2 separate regions of the Mus musculus genome follow, and region 1 is linked to region 2. A link is a contact called in public Micro-C data. All regions are on one chromosome and are shown on one strand. Each heading gives the region's core, a stretch centred on a gene start, on an enhancer-like site or on the middle of the called end of the contact. The rest is flanking DNA. Distances are from core to core; before and after follow the strand shown. Region 1 overlaps 1700057G04Rik (RIKEN cDNA 1700057G04 gene). Region 2 overlaps Gm31588 (a long non-coding RNA gene).

Region 1 (3,693 bases), core at 626-3,125, 110 kb after region 2:
TACCAAATGTCTTAGGGTTTTCTGCTGCTGTGAAGAAAAGTCATGACCACAGCCATTCTTACAAAAGAATGCATTGAAATGGGGCTGGTTTACAGTTCAGAGGTTTACTCTACTATTGTCTCTTTGGGAAACAAGGTGGCATGCAGGCATGATGATGAAGAGGTAGCTCAGTGTTCTATACCTGGATCTGTGAAGCAGCAGGAAGTGAATGCCACACATGGCTTGAGCCTCTGGAATCTCCAAGCCCACTCCACCCCCTAATGACACACTTCCTCCAACAAACCACAGAAATCTCAACAAGAACACATGTCTCCCTTCCTTTTCCTCCCTCCCTCCCTCTTTCTCTCTCTGTCTCTCTCTCCTCTCTGTCTGTGTCTCTGTCTCTCTCTCTGTCTCTCTGTTCTCTCTCTGTCTCTCTCTGTCTCTCTGTCTGTCTCTCTGTCTCTCTCTGTCTCTCTCTCTCTCTCTGTCTCTCTCTCTCTCTCTCTGTCTCTCTCTCTCTCTCTCTCTCTCCCTCCCTCCTGTGTGCTAATGAAATGTGATCATTTGGCTCCGTCACCACCAGATTGGTCTCTTCCTTATGTTCTTCCTTCAATGATGGACTGTATCCATCTCTGGAACTCTAAGCCAAAATAAACATGTTCTTCCTTAAGTTCCTTTTAGTAGTATTATATCAAGGATGCTTCTGGTAATAGTCCTAAACAATTGTTAGGTTTGGAATTAGGAGGAGGAGAAAGACTTTTGTTCAAATTCTTACTGTCTCAGCTGGGAAGAGATGTCAACCAGAATCTACAGTTAAAAATCTCTGTCTCATTCTCAAATCTTCATGGTTTTTCCTGTGTTTTAAAATCCTACCTCCTATAAGTTACGTGGCCCCCTTTGTCTGCTACCTGCACCATTCCTTCTTCCCCTACTGTGATAAAGGGACACAGAGATTAAATGGCCCAGCAGCAAAGGAGAATTGTGATTTCTGATGGAATGATTTCAGCAAAGATGTTCGTAAATGTTAACAATGCATATGGGATGTGATGGTTCTTTCTCCTAGAATTGCACTTAACTGTTGTAAAAGAGCATATGCTAATCAAGTTGGGATGTAAAATTGTATTAGTTATTATTCTTATGGTAAGTTATATAGCATGAATTCCTTAACATAGCTTTGTCAATGTTCTGTGTGTGTGTGTGTGTGTGTGTGTGTGTGTGTGTGTGTGTGTGTGTGTTTGTGTGTGTGTGGTTTGTAATTTTCTCTTTTGTCAAAAGAGGGGTAGGAAACGGAGACCAGATAATCCTGGGTTCGGGGGAAGGGGCATTCAGGGAACCCTTGCAGGCAGGGCCTGGGTAGAAGAGTCCTGGACTTTCCCATAATCCTTTGCAGGAAACAGCAATGCAGACAGATAAGGAGGTGGAGTGAGGCAGGGCCCTTTGGACAATGGCGGGGTGGACCAAGGGGCTTGGGGGTCACTCTAACATGCAAAGCCCAACTGCCCCATAAACTAGGTTGCTTTTGAAGAGCAACATACATATAAATAAATAAGACAAGCTGCACGCACATATGCGGAGAAGGCACTCCATTCCCTACTGGCCCAAAGATAGGAGTCAGCCATGTGTCTGCCACCAAGTGATTCTCTGAAACACACCAGGTGGTGGGGCCCAGCAGGTTAAGTCTTCGTTGGGATGGCTGCTTGGTCTCCAAGGTGCTGCCCATTAAGCACCCAAGCCACTCTGAGTCAGATCCATGCCAGTTGGGGGAGCCTGTGCTGTGAGTGCTGGCACAAGACTGCCTGGCTAGAGTCCAGTCTCTCCTCTCCAGGGGTCTGGGGTATAGGGGTGCAGACAAAGGAGGGGTGAGGGGCTCACGGAGACATCCTCTCCCCCACCCCACGGGTTTCTGGCCTCCTCTCTTATCTCTCTGCCTCAATGGCAGAGTGGGCCCTTGTTTCTAAGGTGACCCGTTGGGGAGCCAGGGAAGGCCAGTCTGAAGTTGGCGAAGGGGGTGCTCGTGTCCACAGGGGCGGCTGCGACTGGTGGTGCTGTGGGCCTCCTGGGGGCGAGGCTGCAGTTGGCCTGCTGGGTGTTGCAAAGCTGCCAGTGGCATGGGGGAAGTGCAGTGGGGGTGACGTGACCAAAGTGGCCATTGGGCTGCAGCTGCTGCCACCACCATAGATGCTTTCAGAGGTCTTAGGATAGGAGAACATGGTGAGAACATCAGGGAAGTTGGGGGGCGTGGCAGGGGTGTTGGCCGGAGTGAACATCATCTGGTGGTGGTGGCTGTAGGGGATGTTGGTCTCCTGGAAAAGGGCACTGAGGGGTGTCTCGAACTGCTACTGGGCTGCTTGCAGCAGTTGCTTTGCCTGATCGGCTGCTTAGCCTGTTATCAGCATGAACTGGTTGATCATGACCTGGTGTTTGAGCCGGTCCATGTTCAATGACATGGCACCGCCACACAGTTAGCACGCAGCTCCGGCCTCTCTGTGCACTAGCCTCACATGCCCACCATTAGCGAGCCGGCCCCAGCTAATCCCATTCATTTTCTTTATTATTTTTTTATTTTTTAGTAAAGTATAAGTGCTTTTCTCTTCTGTGTCTTTTTGGGGTTTTTGTTTTTGTTTTTTTTTGTTGTTGTTGTTGTTGTTTTTTAATTTATAAGAATGGGGAAGCAATTGTCGGGTCATGTTTAATTCAGCTAGAATACTGTCTGATCATTTCTACAACTATCTGATGTTATTTCTTGGAATAGATCCATTAAATTAATCAGAGGCCTGTAGAGAAAAAGAGCAACAGGAAATATGTAGCTAGTGATATGAGGTTTGACTGGTAAGATGGTTCAGCTTGTAGGTTTTGTGGCGCCAAGTCTAACGACCTAGGTTTGATCCCTAGGACACACACCCTAACGGGAGAGAACTGATTATCAAAAGCTCTCCTCTGAAATTCACATTTGCCCCTTTGTATTTGCACATGTTCCCACATGCACATGAAATGCACATGTACACACACATGTGTATACTCAAACACACGTGCATGCACACACACTCTACTCTAAAAATTAGTATATGTAATTTAAAAAAAGTTGCAAATTGCTCTTAAACAAAAGTCTGAGAGTGAAACTCAATTCTAAACTATAAAGCAAAACTATCATATTTTGGATTCCAATCTGAGAATCAGGGGAACCGGGGACACAGAGTCCAGTTTGGGTCTAACTGCTTGAGAGGCAGGAACATGAGAGCAGCACACTAGTGTTAACCCAAGAAAAGTAGCAGGGCAGAGTAAACAAACAAACCCTTTCTTCCACAAGTTTTTCCTAATCATTTCTTTTTTATTGAGGCAGCAGAAAGTAAGCCGGGATGGGAATTGCTACTAGAGCCTAGCATTTTGCGCTGATTATCCTAACCAGGCTTTTATGCCTTGGAATGGTTGGAGCTTTGGACTGGAAAAACCACTGAGAGTTCAGAGCTTGGTGAGCTATTGTTGGAACTTGGAAGACAGTGCTGATATCACTGCTGATGATACGGACCTAGATTATGAAGTTTCAGAGGAAAACTGTTCTTGGAATAACTTGAAATAAGAATCTGTGGCTTCTGGTAAGCTAATAAATAATTGACTATGATTAACCAATGACCAGAACAATTGAAGTGAAACCATTGCTTTACTGAGACAACTTATATTGCTTATATGGAGTTAAAGGATTACCTGTGACTA
Region 2 (3,596 bases), core at 376-2,875:
ACCAGGAGATAAGATGAAATGCTATGTCTAATGATGGCATTCCAGTGCCACCACAGGACCTCCAGGGACACAGGCACAAGGCCACTCTTCTGTCTGCCAGGCCACAGACATGCAAAAGGAGCAACAGTCTGGACTATGAATGCATGAAGCAACTGTGTCATCAAACTAATACAAAAACAGCATAGATGGTCATATATATGCAACAATAACACAGAGGGGGAAAGCATGTCTTAGTGGACCTCAGTGTGTTCAAAGAAGCAAAGGCCAAGCAAGGGTTGAAAATGAAGAGGAAGGAGACAGCATATGATATTTTGAAATGATATCCTGGCCACAAAGGTTAGGAAATGCAGAATAAGGCCAAGGTTGAACAGGCAATAGACGGCTGATGTCTTCATCTAGGATTTTATGTAAGGCCAAGGCAACTTCTCTGCAGGCTAGTGGTCCCAGCACTGTTGTGACAGCTGCCATGAGATAGACCTCTCTTTTCAAAACTTCAATTCTTTTTTAACTGTTAATTTCTGGAAGAGTTTGACAGCACTGACTGTATTTGATCCTGACAATATTCCAATTTCTTTCAGATTCTTTATTGAAGCAAAAAGCAAAAACCAAAAAGGCTGTTAAGAGAAATATCAGTGAATTGAACACTAAGACTTGGGGATGATCACATGTTCCTACATCAAAAATTAAATCCCATAGACACCTCCCAACCAAAAGTTCTCTTGAATGCCATAGATATTTGGATCCAAAACCCCAAAGTCCCAGAAATGTGAAAGTACACATACAAAAATGCCAAAAAGTATAGGTCAAAGTATAGGTATAGGTCAAAAAGTCCTCACAAGTAGACAAGCACTAGATAACTCTGGAAGGTGAGAGAAGAAATAGACTCTTTACTAGTGGGATTTTGAGACTGCACAGATGTCAGGCTCAACTATTAACATGTATAAGCTTCCTCTGCAAACCTTCAAGGCAATTATTTTCTTACTATAGTGCTGGACTTCACGGACATCCTGATATCCATGCCCCCTTTCTGCCACTTACTTGCTGAGTCCCTGGAAAGCTCCTGTAGCATCAGTAACAAACCAATAGCCATCATAGCTCCAGGAGAGATGCTAAGACAAATCAAGGAATCAAGGCCAAACTTCAGAACCCAGACTGGTTCCCTGGCATGCATGGAGATCCTGCTGCAGCTACAGTCAGAGCTGGTTACACAAAGGCCTGGAAAGAATGAATTTCACTGACAAACCAGACTATTCCATCAGCTATCAGTTTTCATGTTCCTCTTGACTGCCATAGCTCAGATGGCTTGTGGTTTAGACCCGTCAACCCATGCAGCCCTGATTTCACACCCATCAATTTGTTCATGGCCTTTAGAATTTATTGTAATCTAGCCAATAACACTCTCAACAAATGAGGTTTATCTAAATCATGTAATCACCCTTCACAGAGAAGTTGAAAGTATGGATACTTAACATCTGGTACATTCCAGGGACACACCTTGGTCCTTCAAAACCTGACAGTTCTGGCTCTTCAACTAACTGACTGAGCCATCCCCATTCTTGGCAACACTACTACCTTGTGGGCCTTGTAGTCCATGACACCAATTAGTAACTCAGTTCTGTTCACCCCCACTCCAGGAAAAGTGACATCAAGTACTCACTGGCCTAAGGCCACTGAAAATTCTCCCTCATCTGACTCATCTTCCTTGTAGATCTAGCTGCTGTGATAGAGCAGACCTGCAACCTCTCGTAGATCTGGAGTATCAGAACTTGAAGAAGATAGCCTCACATGGGCCTCTTTAGTACTTCCTCATGAAAGTAAAAATTAGGGGATGGGGCAGTCTTGAGACATATTTTATTCTTGTTTCCTGTCCCCTAAGTGCCATATCCTTGCAAACCAAACTCACACGGGGAAGTTCTGTAAACAGTTTTTCAGACTTTTGTATCTGTGCTAACACAGCACTTGATCCTGTGCTTTCGGAGAAACAGCTGGACTCAGCTACAACTTCTAGTTTGACCAGACTTGCAAGCACCGGTTCACATTGCTACAAAGTGTCTTCTGCCATGTCTCCTCTCTCAGTAGGCGTTTTGCTGTTACAATTAAGAAATTAAGTTCCAACCACTCAGAACATTTGGAGTGTAACATTTTTATTAAATGATCAAGCTTGGTTGTTAACTTTAAAAATATTTTATGGATCTTATGGTCTTAATACGGATATTTAAAAAGAGTAAAGTTGTCAAATATTAAAACAAAGATTACAGAAATGTTAACTGTCGTTGTCACCACACCCCCCAGAGAACATATCTTAATACCTCTTTATCCGTTTCTAACCACAACAGTCACCAGGGCATCTCCTAACAAGACTACCATGCCCACAGGGTTGGTAAAGAGCACAGAGATTAACCTCTCTGGAGATGGTTAGGGAACACTGTCTGCCTTATTTTATGCAAACAACCACTTATATAGCAGAAAACTATCAATTAATTGTTATTGGTTAACACACTACCTCAGATTGGACAGTGAGCTCTCTTGTCACCAGGGTCTCTATGCAAAAGGAGCACAAGGAAGGAGCCATGAAGACAATCCAGCTGCAGGTTATTCATGTCACCTCAGAATTCAGTGTTCTGACTTCTGGGAATTCTCAGGAGCATGGTGTGCCATGCTCCTAATTTAGAAGCACAGAGTGCCAGGTAGGCTGACAGCCAGTCATGCCTGCATTTTATCCTTCAGTTAACAGACCTTGGAAAATTCAGTGACTAGAAAAGTACTCAAATAAGATAAGTATTTTCTGTGCCTTTTGAAATAGAGCTTTTGGGTGGGTTGTCTACCCTCTCGGGCAGCAAGGGTAGATCCAACTTTGGTAGGTGGAAACGATCCCAGCTAGTGAGCTAGTTGGGGCCAGGACCAACATCAACCTTTCAAAGGCACACCACTTACTGTTTTGTGTCTGGTTGAAGCCTCTAGAGAAAGCCAACCTGCAAATCTCTGTTGAATAGAGTATTTCAATCGTCCACCTAGCAAATGGGTGTGGATGCTGGGGCTGAGGAAGTATCTAAAATCACTACCCTGTTGCTGGGGTGATGGCTCAGTCAGGCAGAAAACTGCTTGTTATGAAAGCATGTAGACCCAGGTTCAGATCATAGGCATCTATATAAAAAGCCAGATGACAGTACACACCTGTCATCCCAGTGATAGAGAGGCAGGCAAGAGGATCTCTCAGGCTCGCTGGCCAGCCAATCTAGCCTGGTTGGGTGAACTCCAAGGTCAGTGGGGGACTCTGTCTTACAAAATAAGGAAGAGAACAATTTAGGACCAGACTTCGGGCCTCTATATAATTTACATACACATGCACACACACACACACACACACACACACAATACACAATCACTATGTATGATTCAGATATCGATTGCTATGCTTCATACATTTCTATATAACTGCAAAAGCATAACCAGAATTTGCAGATCTATTGTCTAAAAATGGAGGGACATCGTGGCCTTCAAGCCAAAGAATCGAAATCATAATATTAAACTTTCAAATTTAATTTCAAAACCCAAACGACATCTGGATTTTTGAACACATGCAGCCTGACTTGCTT

Evidence for each region. Hi-C and Micro-C count contacts between places; a contact is called where the count stands out from the background.
Region 1: a contact with region 2 is called in a Micro-C map of the G1E-ER4 cell line. The contact joins two enhancer-like sites. A contact is called at or near these places in 2 of 15 datasets of contacts at CTCF or cohesin (CD8 T cells and the G1E-ER4 cell line), 5 of 484 Hi-C or Micro-C datasets (the G1E-ER4 cell line, the N1E-115 cell line, brain and 2 more), 1 of 115 datasets of contacts at active chromatin or transcription factors (CD8 T cells) and 1 of 9 other capture datasets (adipose tissue).

Annotation. Positions count from the first base shown.
Region 1 is chr9:92,332,651-92,336,343 of GRCm38.p6, forward strand. All of the region lies in intron 1 of 1700057G04Rik (RIKEN cDNA 1700057G04 gene), which reads left to right. It also overlaps the pseudogene Gm15493. Among named protein-coding and RNA genes, the nearest start is that of 1700057G04Rik, 25 kb to the left of the region's middle. Within about 2 kb of position 1,876, at least 6 of the 459 cell types and tissues checked have an H3K27ac peak or open chromatin away from gene starts, as enhancers often do. A contact at or near this core is called in the G1E-ER4 cell line, where this site is marked.
Region 2 is chr9:92,224,661-92,228,256 of GRCm38.p6, forward strand. It overlaps Gm31588 (a long non-coding RNA gene), which reads right to left. Exons shown (of 6, transcript XR_871012.2): 1 at 2,504-3,596. Among named protein-coding and RNA genes, the nearest start is that of Gm31588, 3.7 kb to the right of the region's middle. Within about 2 kb of position 1,626, at least 23 of the 459 cell types and tissues checked have an H3K27ac peak or open chromatin away from gene starts, as enhancers often do. A contact at or near this core is called in the G1E-ER4 cell line, where this site is marked.